Linked DNA regions of Xenopus tropicalis: region 1 is linked to region 2. A link is a contact called in public Hi-C data. All regions are on one chromosome and are shown on one strand. Each heading gives the region's core, a stretch centred on a gene start, on an enhancer-like site or on the middle of the called end of the contact. The rest is flanking DNA. Distances are from core to core; before and after follow the strand shown. Region 1 has its middle 75 kb from the start of dpf1. Region 2 holds the start of zfyve1l (zinc finger FYVE domain-containing protein 1).

Evidence for each region. A called contact is a pair of places that touch in the nucleus more often than the background predicts.
Region 1: a contact with region 2 is called in a Hi-C map of gastrula embryo, with 2.6 times the contacts expected there. The contact joins the enhancer-like site here to the promoter of zfyve1l in region 2. A contact is called at or near these places in 5 of 5 Hi-C or Micro-C datasets (brain, gastrula embryo, liver and 2 more).

The regions. Positions count from the first base shown.
Region 1 is chr8:77,471,102-77,478,487 of UCB_Xtro_10.0, forward strand. No RefSeq gene overlaps it. Among named protein-coding and RNA genes, the nearest start is that of dpf1, 75 kb to the left of the region's middle. Within about 2 kb of position 3,655, at least 1 of the 11 cell types and tissues checked has an H3K27ac peak or open chromatin away from gene starts, as enhancers often do. A contact at or near this core is called in gastrula embryo, where this site is marked.
Region 2 is chr8:77,381,814-77,389,469 of UCB_Xtro_10.0, forward strand. It overlaps zfyve1l (zinc finger FYVE domain-containing protein 1), which reads right to left and starts at 1,386. Exons shown (of 11, transcript XM_012969576.3): 1 at 1,209-1,386. The coding sequence starts at 1,310.

The DNA of each region.
Region 1 (7,386 bases), core at 2,405-4,904, 92 kb after region 2:
ATCAAATTGCAGAGAAACTGATTTTGCAAACAAAGGGCAGAATATCCAATTATTTGCTCAAGGATGGCCACATTTAGACATTTGAGACAAATAAAAATACACCAAACTGTTTTAACATTTTTTTTCCTCTTGGAATTTGTGTCCATATTTCCTGGCTTCCACTCCATGTGAAATGAAGAGGAGGAGCTTTGGCAATCCTGATAGGAAAAGCAGTCTAAGGGCCATGACACACGGGGAGATTAGTCGCCGCACAACAAATCTTCCTTGTCGTGTGTGACTAATCTCCCCGCAATGCCATCCCACCGTTTAGACTGTAAATCGCTGGTGGGATGGCATACGCAGCGGCACGATTTGCCCAAGTCGCTGAAGTTGAGGAAACTTGGGAGGAAACTTTGGCGACTTCGGCAAATCGCGCCGCCACGTATGCCATCCCACCAGCGATCTACATTCTAGCCGGTGGGATGGCATTTCGGGGAGATTAGTTGCCCGCGACAACGAAGATTTGTCGCACGGCAACTAATCTCCCCGTGTGTAACAGCCCTAAGAGAACGGTTAAGAGGCCGAGGGCATTACCAGTGCATACTGGGCACATAATTCAGTGGAGGCTACCAACAGATGGCTTTCCATGGTAGAGCTTATGATTATATGTATAATAGTCAGTCCCTTTGGGGGAGACTGTCTCCCTAAACCTTCATTTTGATCAACCTATGGGTCCATTTACCAGACAAGGACTGAAAGAAATGTGCGCACACTGTGCAGACCCAATGTTATTGTAAGAAAAAATGGTTCTATTCAGTACAAAATAAATTTGCTACAAAGTATTATCTGACATATATTGTACTCAAATAAAAGAATATGCTTTGTCACATCTGGGATTCCTATTAAATTTTTTTTTTTTCTTTTTTATACCTTTCCCTTCCAAAAATCCTAATGCCCATTAAACTGTCATGTGATCCACTAGTAGCTTCAAAAAGTACTGATGTGGGCAGCTATGGGTTGCCCTGTCTCAGAAAATATTTTGTTTTATTTCCTTTGATCTTCTCTTCAAGAACTGATTTCTTTCATGGACCCCCCTTAAAGGGCTAGTTCACCTTAATGATGTAGACATTGATATTCTAAAACAATTTGCAATTGGTCATCATTTTTTATTGTTTGTATTTTAGCAGCTATTTAGTTGCTAGGGTCTTATTTACCCTAACAACCAGGCAGTGGTTTAAACAAGAGATGGGAATATGAATAGTAGAGGGCCTGCATAGATAAGTAATCTAGATAACTAGATAACTAGATAAAGCAAGATAAGTAATAAAAATTAACAATAATAATAGAACTGTAGCCTTACAGAGCAATAGTTTTTGGCAAATAATTAAAAACCGGTCATAAATAAATAAATAATGAAAACAAATTGCAAATTTGCTAGGAATAGGGCATTCTATAACATAATGAAAAATGATTTCTTCCCTGTGTAAGAAAAGCTTTGGTCATGTTGGTTTAGCCAGGGTCTGTGTTTATCCCAGTGTGAATGGCAGGTGGGCTGCAGGACAGTGAGAAGGGTGAGCTTGGTGCCAGACAGCACTGTTCACACATGGTTAGAGACTAATGATTTGCTAATTTAAACATGTTAAGCATGATGGTAATTAATCTGAATTAACCTCATCACACCTTTTGTCTTCAGGCAGTGTTAGCCCATCATATTCATATTGGCAAAGCTCAGACAGTAAAAAGGTAAGTGTGCTTAAATACAAATGATTCTGATATGAAAGAGGACCCTGTACAAAAAAACATTTCCACACTGTCCCAGTGGAACAGGAAGTGAGGAGAGCAAAGGAGCAAGCAGTGCTGAGCTAAGAAGCTCAGGGGCCAGAGCAAGTGGCAGATATTGCCAAGGTGTTGCCAGCCAGCCTTTCAGCCACTTAGTGACAGTGGGTAAAATGTACAGATAAATCAGAAAAGGATAAAATGCACAGTAACAATTTTATAAGCTTCTTCTTGGCATGGTTACCATAGGCAACCGGGGTAATGTTAAATTCAGAACTTGTGGGCGGAGAAAGAAGAAAGAGAAAGCACTACTAATCCAACAGGGGAAGATCAGGAGGAGCACAGCAGCCGGCTTGTGTGACACCCGCTGAACTGGTGGCTGCCATGTACTCAGCAGAGTCGCAAAAATAATCAGAAGGGAGCTCACAGCATTTGGTAGAGACAATGGGAATTTCACTAAAGTGTCCTTTGGATAAAGCACTGTAAAGTACACAAAGGGGCCCATTCACTAAAGGCCAAAAAAACAAGTGTTATATATAGCATGCATTAAAAATATTATCACTTCTTATATTTGGAGAATTAACGATCGATTCACAAAAAAGACACTTGTCTGAATTAAGAAGCGATGTTATTGTCGTTATTTATGTTGCAATGACATATTTTTAAGCAATATTTTAAACCATGCACCACAGACAATCACCAGCTGCAGTGTTGTTTAGTAACGCCTACTCCTGGGAGGTGTTTCACAGTAATTATCGCCACATTTTATGCCTTTAACACTTAAAATATTTCTGTGAATTATGTATTAGTATAATTTCTATTAGATAAATATCGCAATGTAATGGACATAACGCTTTGCGATACGAGTAGTAATGCATGCAAAATTACTTTGATGAATCGTTAATTAATGAACACTTTTTAACGCATAAAACTATGCGTTAAGCGTTAACGACCTTTAGTGAATCGGCCCCAACGAATCTTATTTAAGGCTGATGCCACACGTGGCGTTTTTACGCTGCGTATTTTCTAATTCTCTCTAAGCGTAGGCTGAAATACGACTGTACTTGCAAAGCAAGCTATTCCTATGTATACGCAAAGGCAGCTGCCAGACCTAGCGGAAATACGCTGCGTTTTTTGCTATTTCACACTATTAGCACCATGGCAACGGGATTTGCTTACGTCACCAGTTCTAGGCTGAAAAACGCCATGTGTGGCTTATGCGGCGTTTTTAGGCTGAGAAAAAACGCAGCGTAAAAACGCCACGTGTGGCATCAGCCTAAAATAGTATAAATACTGACTAGTGAATAGTTATAGCACTCCTCCAAGCCCTGCTTACCCCTAATGTGTTATCTGCGGTTGGGGTTTTTAGGGGGCTACTATTCTCCTATTTAGGATATATTTAGAAGAACAGAGCTCATGTATCTTTTGGGGTTAAAATTAATTTTCAGTACAAAATATTTATTTCTGTGCTTAGAACATTTGTCTTTAGACCCTTTTCAGTCGATATCAATTAGTCAGTCAATAGTCAGCATCATTTTAATGCCTTGCGCTACCAACATCTTAGTAAATTGCTCCCTTATGTATTTTTTCTTCAAGGTCAAACAGTACAAAACTGCCTACTCACTGTGTTGCCTCCCTAACTGGCTGCCACTCTCATAGCTTTGCCACCTACCCACTGGAAATCACCCCTCATGCCAGTGTTATTAATAGGAGAGAAAGATATTGCATTCTGCCTATTGTTTCAAGGTTTAGGTTTTGATATATATTTTACAAAACACTACACCCACGTCCATATCATCTGTATAATTAACTCATCCTTATCTGTAAGCTTAAGACTGTTATCTGTAAAACCCACTGTGAGATTTTAGGCACTTGATCCACCATATTTTTACTTGGCCAAACAAAAGGCATCAAAAGCCCAGTTACTTCCCTCTATTGCCCACATTGAGTATTGCTTGATGGTGCCTATACTGGCTCTTGTAAGGCGTTATTGTTTGAGGGCATTTTTGAGGTAGCATGTGTGGGCTGGTAAAAACCACAGATATCATGGCATTGGGGGAATCTCGCAGTGTGCTTTTCACATGATAACCTAGGTATGTAGGCACCCTAAATCCCAGTTTTCATAGTGTATGTGTAAATGTAAGTATGGATATCTGTCCACTCTGTACAGTGCCGTGTGTATCTAAGTGCAAGGCAATCCCATCTCTGAAATAAGGCGTGGAACTGGCCCAATAGCACATCTCAGTGGTTCTATGCAACACCCCCTCTTTCTCTCTAGGCATCATAAAGAATACAATGCAACTGGAAAGTGAATGTTCGGAAGGCAGTGGTCAATCCCGGAGGACTGGGCTATGAATGCTAGGGTGTGTGGAAACCTTACCAGAATATGTCAATGGCTTTAGCAGTTTCTGCTGTAGCCCAACTAGCTTTATGCTAATTTGTTAAAAATATTTTTTTGCAAACATTAAAATAATTAATTTATGAAACATTGAATTCAGGACAATTTTCCCCCTGGTTTTTCTAAAATGGAATGTTTTACTAATCACTGTCTATGGCATTCTTACACATAACTGCCTACAGTCTCTGCCCCACACTGCTTACACATTCATTCTGGCGGTTAAGAGGTTTAAAATTGATAATTTTCTGCACAGAATGCACATACCAAATATATAATCTGCCATTTCATCAAGTGCACTTAGATTTAGCCAAATGTATTGCAAAATTAAACAGATATAATAAGATTGTTATTAAGAGAAAAGCAGAATAAGAATAAGAGGGGGGATACAGGAAAAATATATCGCCTGGTAGATCTGGCAGATTTGGTTTTACTCTGGAACCAAAAGGGTTAAGGTCTTGCAGCAAAGATGAGTCAGTTCCCCATAGGCAGGGGATGAATTACAGGAGTCATTTAAGGTGAAGGATCTAAAGGGGAGGTCTATAGTGCCACCATGAGGTCAGATATAAGAAGTGCATGACAAGTACCAGTGTAGATACATGGCATGAAATGTAATATATGGTTTTATATTTGCTGCTAATTTAGAGTCTGAAGACCTTAAAATCAGTTTGCTGCAGTTTTAGCTTATCAGTTATTAAGCCACACAGGCAGTGCCAGACACACTGGGAACTGAATGTATTTAGATGAAGATAAAGAAAAGGCATTTACCCCACTGAGCATGGGGAAGGACAAATATCTCCCAGAACAGTAACCCAGGCAGTAACCTCTTGTGCTACTTGAACTACAGAAGTTACTCTGGAGAGGGCACTACATAGAGAAGATTATGACTAGCTAGGGCTTGGTACACAAATCTACATTCATACATGGACCTACATATCAGAAACATCATTCTTGTGAGACCCCTTCATTCTGCTCGCATAGGCTGCAAATGACAGAAGTCACTTAGAGGTGGGAGATGGCTTTGGGGAGCAGCAATAGCACAAAGAACTAAATAGCTTTTTATAGTGGTCACAAGAGAGAGGACAAAAAAGGAACCCTAAAACAGTTTTGCATTAGGATCCACATTGGAATTTTGCTTCTTTGCTTCCAGTAGCTTTGGGCCCAAACCCAAGGACTGATATGAATCAAAAATATTTGAACAGTGCAGCATAACATGTTACCATTATATTAATATAACAACAAAAAGAATAAATTCATTGGATAAAGATCCATAAATACACTCTATAATATGCAAACAATGGCAGAGGCAAGTAGCCATACATGCCAGCAGATATCTGTCAAATAGCAGAGCAGCAGCATGCTGAAGCAGCACAGTTTCAAGCTCTGCATACTGAGCCTTGTTGCAAAATCATAATTATGTTTGCTGTCCTGGACCAACAGCTATGGCCATGCATGCCGAGGCTATCAGGAACAAACAGCGGTGTGCCTCGGAACTGCCACAAACCTTGTCATGCAACCAGCACTGTATATATCTGCATAGATTGGTCATAATGAAACTAGAACAGACTGACAGTCATGCTAACGGACACTGGAACTAATTAGAGATCCTGAATATTAAGACTAATGCAATCCTGGGGATGTGTATCCGAAGGCCCCAAGGCACGAGGCTATGCAATCTTAGCACAATTATCATCACTAAACAAATCTGCTTTAAAACATTTTTCAATTTGCTTAAAAATCCCGTTTGACTAAATTTGGTTTGAACACATTTCTGGGGGTTTTGGGGTCCTGTTTTATGTGCTATTACAGTTTTGCTGAAAAAGGTGAAATTGCCCTTTAAGCTCCAAGTCTCAGTTCCCCTAAGAGACCTGTTTAGCTTATTAGTTACAATTGTATCTCAGTGCAGGGGGACTTATTACCTTTCTGGACTCTCTGCCAAAAGCTACTTATTTAATTAAAAGTGAGAAACAATGTTTCTAAGTGCAGGTGACGCTTGTTAAGATTTCTGGTCTCTCTGCCAAAAGATACTTTTAATTAAATTTGTATCTTTTTTAGCTTCAGTGCAGGAGATCAAAGGGAAATGAGGGACTTTTCTGTAAGAATCTGGGACTGCGGGTTGGGGACTGTCCCGCGGAAATCGGGACAATTGGGAGGTATGTATAAATAACTTACAGCTAGCTCTTACATGACATAATACGTTGTTCTTAAACCTGAGAATTGCAGAATATCATTCATCTCACTTACATTGCTTTATTCTGGGGTTATTATAGATAAAATTTATACTGTATTTATAATATCATGTGTTATAGAGCCATATTTGTGGAACTGACACAGTATGCTGCCACGTGTTTTGGGACATGACATATCAAAAAAAAAATTATACATTTAACCCTTTCACTGCCAACAACGTACGACGTACATTGTTGCATTGAAAGGCTTTATCTGCCAACAAGGCGTGCCATATGTTGTTTGGCAGATAAAGGTACTCTCTGCAGAAGCGGCATGTGCAACGAGCCAGGGGGGCTGTCATGTCGACCTCCAAGCAGCAGACGCGATCATTGCTTAGTCTTTACTTCCTGCTTCCTGCTCGCCCCCCCCAAGCACCGGCCGGATGAAGACTGCAGCAGGAGGACCAGGACTGCGATCCCTGCTTCAAGACAGGTAAGGTGGGGGTTTTTTTTGCACTTACACACACTCACTTACACACATTTACACACACTTACAGCAGAAAATTTAGCAGGTTTTTTTTTTTTTTTTCATTTTGCACACTTATATACACTTATATACACTAATATACACACTTACACACTGTCACACAACTTTTACACATGTACATACATGTATACAGAAACACTTTAAAAATTTTTTTTTTTTTTACCACTTTGTTTTTAGTTTATTTTCCCTAACAACTGTATATTTTGACAGCGTAACTGTTGGATCAGATATTCTGACCACTAATTACACTGTCGTGTGACTTATTTTGTCGTTTCACTAATTCGCACAATTTTTGTGGTTTTATTGCATTTTTATCCCTGTATTAGTGTTCCTGATCTGTTTTTAGCTTTGCCAGGTGTAACTTTGGTGTAGAAAAATAACTTTACCTATTTTGAATTCATCAGAATGTGTACTTTCCAAAAATCTATGGTTTTGTGAGGGTCTCTGTATAGTTAGGGGGGGTTACTGCACATAATACGCTGGCAGGGGGCTCTGTGTGCAAAAGCTGAGTTGGCAGGCGT
Region 2 (7,656 bases), core at 136-2,635:
TACATCCTGTACCACACTATCCACATATATTTCTGTGCATATATGGTGGCTCTGGAACATGATCAGGAATGAAGTACCAGGTAAATCGAATATATTGTGCACATCTTTTTATAACATTTAAACTGCCACAGAACATCTGCCTGTGCCTAAAGATGACCTTCACACTATACAATAACGATAAATTGTAAACAATGTCAAACAGATATAACTGGCACTAACTAGACAAGAGAGCTCTGCATACCCAAGTTCATTTATCAACATATGCTTCACTTATTTAAGTACTGCCCATAATGCACCAGTGTATTGCCTAATAGGCAGAGTATTATTACTGTTGGCTATTGGTAAATTCTATTACGTGTATTGAAATGTTCTGTAGGTGAGCAGGCCAAAATGGAAGCTCTTTGGATCCTGTTTGACAAATTAAGTTATTACTGGAGATAGTACTTTAAAGTGAATAGCTGGTGGATACGATAAGAGCAGCTTAATTTTTTAAAGTTCAAACTTCACGCAACTTAAAAATAAAAAAACAAAGTGCATGCCTAACCCCCGGCGAGTCACTTTATTGCTGGTGGGGAGGCATTTCGGGGAGACTATTCGCCCGTGATAGTAGAGATTTAACTGCAGGTGACTAATCTCCCCATGTGCCCATCACCCTATCTCTCCCCCCAGTTAGTGCTGCCCACCTCTCTAGCTTGTAACGCACAAACACTGTATTATTGCCCTCACACACACACTTCTAACAAATGGTGTGACAGGAAAATAGAACCTTTACAGTCAAAAGTGATTTCCTAAATAGGAATAGCACTGTTTAATTGAATATACACATAAAATATTCACGTCTATTGCTGCATTGTAAGTATATGGATTATACACCCTGATGGGCCACAAAACAGACAGCAAAAAAATCCCAAAAAACCTCAGGTACACTACATCACACAACCAGAGATATATACACAAATATGAAAACTACACATTACACTGATCTCTGGCACAGTGCACATCATGTACACAAACAAGTCTCTCAGTATGTGCAGACATATTCATGGGAACACGTAGCTATCGCTTCCAAACTGTATATGGCATATTGGCATACTCATTTATATACAGATTATACAGTGCGCATACTGCCTGTAAACAATGAAAGCTGAAGCACTGCATGTGTCCAAGTTCACTTCCTGGTTGCCATTTCTCCCTCCCACTGCCACTACCTTAAGGTTTTCATCTTCATCCAGTAACAGGAAGCTGCCCTCCTCTTCCCGATTCGGCAGGCTCCCCAAGGTAAGGGGGTCACTGTGCAGCTGAGCAGACATAGCCTGACAGCCAGGGCACCCACACCACAACAATAAATATTCTCTGTACTTTCAGTTTCGCTGTTTATGAAAAGAAAAACTGACTGAAACTGTAGTGACATCTAGTGGCCTAACTGTGTAACACACTCACCCCTTAAAGGGGTAGCAAACCCAAATATAACATTCTGGATATTAAAGGCAAATTTCAAAAAATGTAAAAGCATTTGTAATTGTAATTGGTATTGAATTTCCTATACTGCTGGCCACTACAACATATACAGTTGAAATAACAAAGAGAGAAATGTTCATGTGCTGAATCTGCACTATTATTCTACCAGGCAGACAGGCCAAGGCCACTCAGGCATATTTGTTGCTACTTTGTTGTTGCTTTTGACTGGCTACAAATCTGGGTACATTTTGCCTTCTACTGTGTTACACCATGATGTTGGGCAGCCCTGGCACAGACACAAATAAATTGTCCTTTGCATTACAGCACCTTTCCATTTTTGATAAAGACCCCAATGTTTTGTATAACTTTGGCTTTGTACTGGAGTTATTAGGGTATGTAGATGATGCTTACCAGGACCCTTAAAGCAATTCTGGCTGTCTCAGAGGGGGTGGCACATAACAGTTTGTATTTTGGCAAGCACACACACAGTACACTGTCTCAATATGGAGCTTACCACCTTTGAAAAGCAAAGTTGTATAGTTAGCCAGTGTAATTGTCTTAATTAGCCAGTAACCCCTGGTCTTGTATGTCTGTTTAGATATTCCTGTCATTTCTCCTGTCTCTTTTGAGAGATGATCAAACATATTTAGATGGTAGCAAACACTGCAACAAAACAGTACTGTTACATCAAAGAAAATGTTTTTATATATACAGGATATAAATGAATGAAAAATATGAATAAAGCATATATTTAACTATTCACACACAAGCAAATGACTGTAAATGCCTGTAAAGCACTAAAGATTTGTAATAAATTCAAATTGGAAAGTTGCTTAGAATTATGTTTTCTTTTATTAGGCAAAAAAATATTTTTGGGGGTTGACGTTTCCTTAAATATAGAACCTCATGAATCTTTCTTTTACTGAATATGTAGCACTTTAGATTTGTCTAAAATGCACATTTTCTGGTCTCGGATCCAATTTGGTTAAAAAACATACTGAGATATTGAGAGAAAAAATAGCTTTCTTTGACGGATGTTTTATCAAAGGAACATATACCTCCAAAATGTTTCTCCATTTTAATGGGATCCTCTTGGTTGGAGCTAGTAAGGCTACTGCCACACCATGCGTATGGCGTATATTTTCGGAAAGCCAAAAAACGCTTGCTGAAAATATGCACCATACGCACAATATGCTCCTACCTGTGCCCGCACCCGAATGAATGGAATATGCTCGGGTGCAGGCACATGTATCTGAAATCCGCCTAAAAACGCAAGAGAATGCAAAGTCTCTCGTTTCTATGCGTATTTTGGCTACATGTGCACCCGAGCTTATTCCATTCATTCGGGTGCAGGCACAGGTAGGAGTGTATGGCACATATTTTCAGCAAGCTGTTTTCGGCTTGCCGAAAATATACGCCATACACTAAGGGGCACATTTACTAATGCACGAACTGTCCGAATGCGTCCGAAAGCGTTTTTTTTCGTAATGGTTGGTATTTTGCGATTTTTTCGGACATTTTCGCAACTTTTTCGTAGCCATTACGAATGTTTCGCAAAATGTCGCAACTTTTTCATAGCGCTACGACTTGCGCGAAAACTCGCGACTTTTTCGCAGCTTTCGTGCCGAGTACGAAAGTTTCGGATTCATTCAAGCTTCAGTATGGTGACTTTTCTTGGGCCAGGTTGGAACTGCAGAGTGCCATTGAGTCCTATGGGAGGCTTCCAAAATCATGCTAAGTTTGAAAGTTTCGCCCGCCGCTTACGAGCGCTCAATACGAAAAAGTCGCAACAAGATACGAGCAAATTGGAACGGGCACGAAAAAGTTGCGACTTTTCGCGCAAGTCGTAATGGTTACGAAAAAGTCGCGACAATTTATGAAAAGTCGCAATGGCGACGAAAAAATCGCAAAAAATACGAAAAAGTCGCAAAATGTTTGTTTTCCAATCGGAATTTTTCCAATTCGGATTCGAATTCGTGTCTTAGTAAATTAGCCCCTAAGTGTGGCATTAGCCTAAAGTAATCTTTGTTAAAGGAAGACTACAACCCTGAATATTGCATGTTTCTATTAAAATATGTAAAACAGTGTTTCATATAAATAGAGCCTTTCATAAATAATATATTTTACAATAGTATGTCTCATAGAATGATCCTGTATTAAAACACTCCCATTTTAAGAGCTAAGTCTGTCCCTCTGTCTCTTAGGCACTGGGCACACACAGAAACCAATTTCACACATACAGTTGCAAGAAAAAGTATGTGAACCCTTTGGAATTATATGGATTTCTGCACAAATTGGTCATAATATGTGATCTGATCTTCATCTAAGTCTAAGACAATCACAGTGTGCTTAAACTAATACCACACAAATCATTTCCATGTTTTTATTGAACACACCATGTAAACATTCACAGTGCAGGTGGAAAAAGTATGTGAACCCCTAGACTAATGACATCTCCAAGAGCTAATTGGAGTGAGGTGTCAGCCAACTGGAGTCCAATCAATGAGATGAGATTGGAGGTGTTGGTTACAGCTGCCCTGCCCTATAAAAAACACACACCAGTTTTGGGTTTGCTTTTCCCTAGAAGCATTGCCTGATGTGAATGATGCCTCGCACAAAAGAGCTCTCAGAAGACCTACGATTAAGAATTGTTGACTAGCATAAAGCTGGAAAGGGTTATAAAAGTATCTCCAAAAGCCTTGCTGTTCATCAGTCCATGGTAAGACAAATTGTCTATAAATGGAGAAAGTTCAGCACTGCTGCTACTCTCCCTAGGAGTGGCCGTCCTGTAAAGATAACTGCAAGAGCACAGCGCAGAATGCTCAGTGAGGCGAAGAAGAATCCTAGAGTGTCAGCTAAAGACTTACAAAAGTGTCTGTCATCTGCTAACATCCCTGTTAGCGAATCTACGATATGTAAAACACTAAACAAGAATGGATTTCATTGGATAAGATTTCAATGGATAAGAAGGTAGAAACAATAGGATTTCTTCCTCCTTCTGCCGATTCAGCCCTGAAGGCAGATTTTGCTCAGGCGCCTTCTATGGCACCCGATCAAAATCTTTTAACCCACCTGATTGGAGGCTGCTGATATCGGTCGACTCGCCGACTTGCCATACACGCACCGAATATCGTACAAAACAAGGTTTCGTACGATATTATCGGTGCGTGTATGGCCAGCTTTAGATGAAGATCAGATCACATTTTATGACCAATTTTTGCAGAAATCCATATAATTCCAAAGGGTTCACATACTTTTTCTTGCAACTGTACATACTAGATTACATCAGCCAATGAATGGACAGAGCTGTGTCTTTTGTTTTCATGTCTTTATCTTACAGTTAAAGCTGTATTATTCAGTTATGGAATACACAGAGCTTACAAAATGCTGACTAAAGGACAATATTTATTGATACGTATATGTTAATTTCATAAGATTCTATAATAGGGCAATTATTAGTGTCTACATTATTGGTTGGTTAAGTCAATGTTCAGAATATATAGATCTTATTTAAATGGATATATGAAAAAGCACCATCATTACACATTGCTGTAGATTACATTAAATACATATGTGAAAGAGAAGCTTTCCCATTCAAATTCAGCAATTAATAAACAAAGGGCTATTAGAATTCTTACCAGTGAATGAAAAGAATTCTATTAAAAGATTTTCTGTTCCTTCTAAGTAGAATAGTGCATTGTGCTGCTATTTCACTCACGTCCGTCCTGTTGTTACTAATGTAAACAATATCATTCTTTTTTTCTCTTATTTGTTATGTTTTTCAAAAATTAAAAGTAATAAAAATGGATTTGAGCAATTTTGCATTCATTACTAAAACAGAGGATAGCCATAATCGGACTTTGCTGGTGGGAAAAAAACCTGGTGGGCCTCACCAACCCAGACATGCTCCCAGCTACCCAGAACTTTGGGTACTCCACGACCCCTTCTTCCCCATACAGCACATACAGGGGGGGGGGGGGGGGGGGTTTGAGGCTGGCAGCAGCTTTGAGGAATTCGCCACTGGGGGGGGGGGGGGGCATGAGGTGGCAACCATGGTGGTGCCCAGACACCCCAGTCCAAAACTGGGGATAGTTGATAAATTATCAACTAAGGCCAGTATGACAAATTGAAATGTGTAATTTCCAATCCTTCTGTCCCAGTTACGCAACCCAGAACTGCTCATTTAAAGGAACAGTAACATCAAAAAACGAAAAGTAATAAAAGTAATTACAATATTATGTAATGTTAAGCTATTTAATTTTTTTGGTATTACTGTTACTTTAAGTCATCTATCCCCTCGAAATGTAACTGCATCCATAGATGCAGTTTTGGATTTTATAATCCATTCTGTTGCATTGTAGACAACTTTATTTCTGATTTTCACTTTGCTCATTTCACATTTGTATGTATGTATGCATAACTTTATTTATAAAGCACCACAAGGGTACGCAGCGCTGTACAATCTTACAATATACAGAATTACACACAGGGAGGACAAGTGTTACAATAAATAAGTATAAATACACAGGGAATAAGTGCCATGTGGTAAGAGACACAGTAGGAAGGAGGTCCCTGCCCTGTAGAGCTTACAATCTGAGTGGTTGGGTAACATACCAGCAGAAATTGGAAGGTAAGAGTGCACCAGGTATGGGCATTTGCCCTTAAGCACAGGACTGGGCAAAATAATGTTTTAGTGCTCGAGAAGGTAGCATCCAAGTTTAATCTTAAAGAGAGTGGGTGAGTGTTCCCTATGGAGAGATTCACGGATAGAGTTCCATAGGTAAGGAGCAGCGATATAGAAAGGTTTAAGACGAGAAGGCACAGTTGTTGTGGATGGTGGAAAAAGACGGAGGCTCTGAGAGGAGCGGAGGAGACGACCAGGAACGTGCAGAGAAACCAGTGAAGAAATGTAGTGAGGAGCAGAGGAGTGAAGGGCTTTGAATGTCATCAGAAGAATTTTGTAAGCTATCCTTTGCTTAACATGCAGCCATGCTAGAGCGCTTAAGTGAGGCTGAGCAGGTTACCTCTTAGGAGAGAGCAGGAGGATCCTGGCAGCAGAGTTTAAGATTGTTTGCAGGGGAGAGAGGTGGGAGTCTGGGAGGCCGGTTAGTAGGAGATTGCAGTAATCTAAGCGGGAAAGGATAAGGGCATGGATTAGTGTTTTAGCTGTTACTTGTGAAAGTAAGGGGCGTATCTTCGCAATATTGCGGAGGAAAAAGTGTCAGGTTTTGGCAGTGTTATTAATATGGTTAGAGAAGGAGAGGGACTGGTCAAAGATGACCCCAAGGCAGCGTGCAGAATTTACAGGGTTAATGGACATGCCGTCAATAGTAATGGTGAAAGGAAGAGAAGGGCCAGGTTTGGGCGGGAAGACCATGAGCTCTGTTTTAGCTAGGTTAAGTTTGAGGTGGCGTCGGTTCATCCAGGAGGAGATAGCCAGGAGGCAGTTACCAATCTGGGTTTGAACATCAGTGGTTAGTGCAGGGGTGTCTAAATATATCTGGATGTCATCTGCATATAAGTGATATTTAAGACTAAAAGAAGAAATAAGGTCTCCTAGAGAAAGAGTGTACAGGGAGAACAGCAAAGGACCAAGCACAGAGCCCTGATGCACCCCCACACTAAGCTGAACCGGGGTAATTTTAATATCTATTACTTTTATACTAATTAGATTACTAGCTTTTCAGAAGAAAGTTGTAACCTGGTATGATTTGATGATTTGTTTCTATATTATCATAAACTCGCTGATCTACAGGTTACTATTGTACGTAAATGAAGAATTACTTTTTCTAATGCCATAGCCAGAAAAAGCTCAGCTGATACCTTCTGGAGCACTAAAACATTATTTTGGCCAGTCCTGCGCTTAAGGGCAAATGCCCATGATCTCTTACCTTTCAATTTGTGCCTGTATGTTACCCAACCACTTAGATTGTAAGCTCTACGGGGCAGGGACCTCCTTCCCACTGTGTCTCATACCACATGGCACTTATATATATATATATATATATATTTACTGTATTTATTTATAATATCACTTGTCCTCCCTGTGTGTAATTTTGTATTCTGTAAGATTGTACAGCGCTGCGTACCCTTGTGGCGCTTTATAAATAAAGTTATACATACATACATACATACATAACCTGTGACTAAAAGCATTCAACTTTAAATATTACTTTCTTCCACCAGATGGCACTGTGG